Linked DNA regions of Zea mays: region 2 is linked to region 1. The links are chromatin contacts, called in public Hi-C maps. All regions are on one chromosome and are shown on one strand. The core of a region is the stretch at or near the end of the contact, and the rest is flanking DNA. Distances in the headings are between cores, read along the strand shown. Region 1 holds the start of LOC100283135. Region 2 holds the start of LOC100194077.

Region 1 (3,346 bases), core at 220-2,719:
TAATCAGGCCTGTGAAAATCAAGTCAAAATCTACAAGTTACTACTGACCTAGAAAGTGTAAGAAATTCAGACTGTAAAAAAAATGACCTGAGGGCTAAGATAACCCCTGTGTATTGTATTAAGAAAAAATCTTCTCAATAAAACCCTTAGAGGCTTAGACTGTCACCCATACGTAGCGGTAAAACCGTAACCCATGAGAGATCGACCACGACCAAAACTAGGTTTGAGACATATGTCCATACACAATGGTACTGTAGCCCACGTGAGAACGAACACAACCGAAACTAGACCTTAGACCTATGTTTTGGTGTCGGATAGACAAGAGGATTTTTTTTAAGCCACTGTGAAATTCGCAACCACTAGCAAGAAAGTAGGAAATACCCGCATTGGCTCCATGACTCAGCTCAGCATCGAACCTTAAACTTCCATTAGCTCCACCTCGCTGTGGCCAGTCCTTAATATTCTTGTCATAGGTACCAGAATCATGCCACCCCAGACGGACCTGAACAGAGTGAAAAGCATTAACTTATTGACAAAACACAAAATGACTACAGGGACATAGTTGGTACATAACCAGGCTCGTGCCATTCAGGCTGGCTAGAAACCGAAGTTTTTGACATATGAGCAGATGCAGTTAAACAGTCTCAAAATAAATTATTTTACATCCACTAATGCAGCTCACGCTTCAAGTATACAGGCAACCAAACAAAGACTTAAATAAAGTCAATGCATACAGTGATGCAGGATGAGATAGTGCGACTAACCAGTCAAATGGATAGTGACTAAATAACCCAGTGCAATGGTACACGGAACTAATTTCCACTGCTCAGCCCAGTAAAATGCAAGGGAAACAAGCACAATGTCATATAGACATAACATATAGTATCACTGAAACACTGATTTTGATAGCAAGTCACTATGTAGAACAAAGGTAGACAAATCCTTCTACGGCTTCCTCCAACGGGTAGCTCCTCGAGACTCGAAAGGGAGGAGGACGGTATGTTGTTGTGTACCATGATGGGGTGGCAGTATGTGCTCTTAAGGAGCTCCTTGATGTCCTCCCGCGCGGCCTTGAGCTGCACCGCGTCCGACGCTGCCATGCACCGCACCACCCGCAGGCCACACCCGCGCCCGGCCGCCTTCTGCGCGCACGCAACCCCACCACCACTACGAGGTCAGTCAGAGCAGCTCGATTCGATCTTATGTAAGCGACAACCTCATATCGACCGGCGCGAGCAAATTAAAAGGGAACCTGCGAGAAGAGGGGCGGGCGGGAGCGTAGGCGCAGCCCCGCGCGGGCGGAGCATGGGGAGGGGAAAGAGGCGGCGGCTGCGGCTGCGACCGTTGCGCGGCGGGCGGACGGGGACGGCGAGGCGGCAGGGAGGAGGGAGGCGGCGAGGCGCTCCGCCATGGCACCGCGCGCGAGAGCTTTGGGAATTTGGAGGGAAGCGAGGCAGGATTGCTGCGCGCCTTCGCCTCGCCATCGAGGGGCTTCTCGGCGTCGGCTAGTCGAGGACTGGGTGAGGCCGTGCGCGTGTGGCGCGGCGAGACTGGAGTCTAATCTTGCGCGACCAATGGCCGGAAGACGCGTGTGCTGGTGGACCGCGACGGAAGACGACGGTCTCTGGGTCTCTGACTCTCTGCTGTGGCGCTGTCCTCGAAGAGTGAGCCGTTTCGCGGATGTGTACACTGTACAGTGACTATATACCGGCTTTCTCGCCTTTCTAGTAGAGATGATAACGGGTAAAAACTAACTCGGGTATCACTTACCAAATTCAAGTTTATAAAGAAAAAATACGCCTGTTAAAAAATATATAATTATGACACATATAAAATTTTGTCCAAACCTATATCTATGCGGCTTTCGAGTAATCAACGGGTTTTCCATACCCACTAATAGTAATATAAAAAATAATTCACCATATAAATAACAGTCAATATATTAATAAGCTATGATAAAAGAAAAAGGTTATAAATAATTTTATCTTAAACTTTGTTATATAGAGTTTATTTTAATTGGAACATATTCAATTAATAATATTCTGAGACATATTTATAAGATATGTTGATTTTAGGGCGGGTTTTTAAAACCCATGGATTTACGGGTATGGATAGTGAAAGAACAAACACATGCCCACATATCCATTGGTTTTCCATTTGAACCCAATAACAAACTCATGGGTAGAGAAATTGGCTCAAAATTAATAGAGAAAAAAACCACCATGTTTTAAGTATCCAATGCCATCTCTACATTCGAGTAGTCAGTAAATTTTAAATCTAAATATATAAAAAATATTAATGTGTATGATTTTAAAAAAACATTAGTAGATAAAGCATATTATATTTTTATAGTAAATCTATCTAAAGATATAAATATTAAAATTATTTTCCTAAAATTCTAGTTATTAGAATCATCATGAAAGTACTTCGACTATAACTTTCATTATTTCAATGATATATTTTTTGCAACAGATGTAAGTCAAATTGTCAAATTAGAGATTGTGTTATTATCCTAAATGACTTGCATTTGGAACCGGAGAGAGGCTTGCATACAACAATCTTTATTGTGTGTGTGGCTTGACTACATACAAAACTCAATTCTCTCCTCTAAAACAGCTCACTACCAAGATGGCCTGGGTAAGAATTCCAAGGTTAAGCTATCTACACTAATACAACTTTAAATTTCTACTCTAAAAGAATTATTGTATTCTAGTTAACAACTTTTTTACTTTATACCAAAATCATCTCCAATCATATTTACTCCATATCTTAATCCTATATTAACAACTGTATACTTTATCATTTCTTTCCTACTCCAAAAGAAGTAAAAGCGTGCTGAGTTGTTGTCTAAGTAGTATATAGGGTTACCGCCGTACAAAACTCTACTAGTAACGTTCCAAACCGGCTACTACAGTATAGCGTGTGGCATACCGCATGTGGCAGCAACAGACTGTTAAGGTAGCCTATGTCTGATAGTGCATGACATCCGGTCCACCGATGTGGACAAACCTAAGAAGCTCAATGGTAGTATCAATTATATTAGGTTTTTTAAGTTGGTGTCCTCGATTTTGTTGGTGTGCTTAGTTTTACCCTTAGTCGTGCTTTTTTCTCAGTTTTGCCCTTATGTTATATAGCACTAGAAGGGTAAAGTTGAGAAAAAAATCCGACTAAGGTAAAACTGAGCACACGAGCAAAACTGAGGACACCGCCTTAAAAACCCATTATATTAGGCCTACCATTTATAGCTGAGAGTGACAAGGATGGGGTTGAAAGGGAGAAAAAGACATCAAACTCTGCTGGAGGGGGTTAGAGAGTGTTTGTTTGAGATTATAGGGCATGTTTGGTT
Region 2 (3,538 bases), core at 496-2,995, 170 kb after region 1:
GGATGAGACTATACGATTTTGAAGTTTTTTTATCTGAATTGTTGGAATGGCTATGGCTCCGAACTTAGGCTATCTTTATCAGCTTAATTATCTCTATACCTATATTTATACTGCACATTATAAATAATACAGTCTAGGTAAAACAGGACTATAAAGCCTGGGACGTGACGCCTTCCAGTAGCACCACAGTATACAGTAGGCTACTAGTAGGAGCATTGTACAGGCCTCGTTCTAGACCTCGAACTTTCAAAGGGTTTGGTTTGGCGTGGACGTTGGTGAACCGCTGATCAAGTCAAGAACGAGCGAGGATAAACTGCCACCAACCGCCTCTCTCTACACCCTGGTCTACGACACTTGCAACTACCGCACGGCGGTGTATCCGTTCACCTTTTCCAATTTCTTTTACACACACCTACCCTTTTCACTCAAAATATAAATTCCCACTAGACATCGGTCTACGAAACGCTAAACCGTCGATTACCTTCGTTTAATCATTACCACTATAATGCTTATATTTGATACACGTAAAAATAAATTCACTATTTAAATAAACAATGTTTTACATATGAAAATGATAAAACAAATATTACACTCTATCTTAGCCAAAAATACAGACTATTCATTTTGAATTAAAGACAACTGTTTTGGACTACTGCAGCCACAATCTATAAAGACAAAACACTGTAGAAACAGTAAAATCGCTACAAATTAAAGCTAAACGAACAGTTTGGAGAACCGTATGGGTTGAAAAGAAGTCTGACCTCTCTTTTTTATAGCGTACTCGGTTCGCTCGTCCTTCTTCAACTAACGCGGTGGTAATATATGTGAGTGTTGCATTACATGTGGTCCTGTCGTGCTGCGCTTGGATGAGTTCTCACGATTCAACCGTACGCGAGAAGCGCGTGACAGGAACAGACCCACATGCTTCACATGTGACACGTAACGCACGAAACTTATATTTTAAAGGAGTATATATTATTTTGTTTAAACGGTTTATTTATGGACGAGTCACTTAAATAGGTTTTAGTAAAGGGACAACTAAAAAAATCACATAATATAAAATGGAGTATTTAGAATCGTTCACATCATAAATATAATTAACAAACATTATATGTGAAAGTCATATAGAGACAAACACTTTAGAAAAAAATTCATATATTTTTATTTAACTTCTTGATTTTGTCATTTAATTTCTTAAAGACATCTATTTTAGACGATGTATTAAGGTTTTGATTATTTCCTTTTAAGATTATATAATCTAGCTTACGAATTATATAATCACCTAATGATCTGTTTATAGATTACTATAATCTAGATATTTAGATTATATAATCAACATAATAATCTTTGTTGTTTATTTATCTTTTATTTTATTTACACTGAATTATATAATCTACTAGAGGGTAGATTTGTATATACCTAAACAACCGCACCCTTTAAATTCGATTCTAGTCCTATACTGCCTGTCTCCGTTCTGTTGCGCTCTGAAATCCACATATACCCACAGATTCGTTTTTTCCTCGAACAAACAGATACGCTCGGGTTTCAACAGCGTCGTCTGCCAGCGCGATCTCACCATCTTCCTCCTCCCATTGCGCGTCACCAACTCGAGAACGGAACAAGACGAAACCTTTTCTGTTCCCCGCTTCCTCCTCCACCTCCTTCCTTTTCCTGTTTATTTATTTTTTTTCCTTTCCATCTCCTAAATACTAGTAATATACTTCGCCTCCTCCTCTCTCTCTCTCTCTCTCTCTCTCTCTGTCCTACCCTTCCCCTATCCGCCTCCGCCGCCCTCGTTCCTCAACGCGGCGACGACCGCCGCCTACCGCACGTCCTAGCCCGGCGCCGCCCCTGACTCCCGCGTCCCGCCCGTCGCCGGAGGGAAACGGGGGCCGGTGGCGCGGGACCCGACGACTGCAACGCAGCAGGCATTCGCCGCCACGCGGGTCACCGAGGTTCGCGCCTGTCTCTTACTTTCCTGTTGCTAAGGGTTGGGCGGTACCTTTGCTTACGGAATCCTGATTGAGTTTTCTGCCCGTGTTCTACGATTAATTCTAGGGTTTTGTAAGCCCGGCTTCGGCGGCGTGATCGGGTGCGGAGGCTGCGGTGAGGGCATTGGATGTTCTAGACCCGTACGGGACCCTGCTGACCTCCTGTCGCAATGGAGGAGTCTGGCGCGGCCGTGCGCGGCGAGGAGGATCGTGTTGCTGACGCCCAGCGCTTGGGGCCAGCGGAGGTCGCTCTGTCTACTGCCACCGCCCCTGAACCGGTCCATGGATTGGGGGATGCCGCAGTAGAGGTATGTCATGCTCCGGAAGCTAGATTGTCCACAGAGATTGGTGACGAAGGGAGCAATTTCGCGTTTGGATTGGTGACTCCTGTCGATTGTGCTTCTTCCTCCCATCGAGGAAGAAGGTTTCAGCTAGGACAGGAGAAGGGTTCGAGTTCAGAGCAGAGGGTCATGGACATGGATGAACGGAAGGAAGGTAGTTTGGCTCCTGCGGCGTCTGCTGAAAATGCTGCTTTGCAGACCTGTCATGAGGTCAATGACAGGCTGTCGAATAAGACGATACCTTATCCTCCTTGCAGTGAAGTGGTATGTTCCAAGGATGCTGGATGCCTTTATGGCATGTTTGATAAAACGGCAGAAGGGAGCCAGTTTGAGCATGTGGGTTTGACGGGTGACGGAGGTGATTGTCGTGCCGTGGTGGAGGTAGTAAAGGAAACCGTACAAGATTTACTGGCTGCTCGTAACGGAGCAAAATGTGGTTATGAAGGTTTGTCAGTTTCAATGGACCATGGCAGCGAGCAAGAGCCACGTGGCATAGGATCTATCACGTTTGCTAACGATGAGCTGCAGCCAAATGGTTTGGTATCGGATATTGAAGCTGTTTCGAGGCCAGCTCATATAGATTCAGTTCCTTCCATTCCAGGGAGCATTGATCTTTCTTTAGATCTAAAGGCAGGTCAGTTTGGTGGAATGTCTGGTGATTCAGGGACGTGCCATGGGGCTGACAGAGCGATGCGGAATGATGATTTTACCCATGACAGTGGGGACTTGTCAGACCCAGGGAAGCATCATTTGGAGAAATTGCCATCTGGTGCTGAGGGCCTGGCATTAATAACTGATGCTGTTGGCGGATCTGACCATTTGGACCAAGGGCTCAATGCCTGTTATGCTGCTGCTAATAGCTCTGCTAATTTTATAAGTAATGCTAATGATGGAGAATTACGAAACGAAAAGCTGACAGCATTGCACGTATTCATACGTAGGAATCCAAAAAGAGCTGTTTCTTCAAGAAGTCTTAATTCCGAGAAGCAAGATCAAATAGGCAAAGGGAACAGTGGCTCACGCAAACCTAAAAAAGTTGATATTGTGAGCTCATTACACCAAAGCACCGTGAATATGTTCCCAAACAAAATCACTAAGGGAAGAAGTGGCATGAACAGGCCACCAAAATCCTTTACTTGGGGCAATCTAGAACGGCTATTAGATTGCTGTCCAAGCTACGGGCCATCTACTTCTAATTCTCGTCCA

What was found. A called contact is a pair of places that touch in the nucleus more often than the background predicts.
Region 2: a contact with region 1 is called in a Hi-C map of leaf, with 10 times the contacts expected there. The contact joins the promoter of LOC100194077 here to the promoter of LOC100283135 in region 1. A contact is called at or near these places in 4 of 25 Hi-C or Micro-C datasets (ear, leaf and tassel).

Annotation. Positions count from the first base shown.
Region 1 is chr5:175,803,651-175,806,996 of Zm-B73-REFERENCE-NAM-5.0, forward strand. LOC100283135 reads right to left here and starts at 1,470. Exons shown (of 12, transcript NM_001156037.2): 1 at 1,253-1,470; 2 at 1,014-1,142; 3 at 382-502; 4 at 1-9. The coding sequence starts at 1,411.
Region 2 is chr5:175,976,502-175,980,039 of Zm-B73-REFERENCE-NAM-5.0, forward strand. It overlaps LOC100194077, which reads left to right and starts at 1,746. Exons shown (of 18, transcript NM_001359384.1): 1 at 1,746-1,955; 2 at 2,059-3,538. The coding sequence starts at 2,162.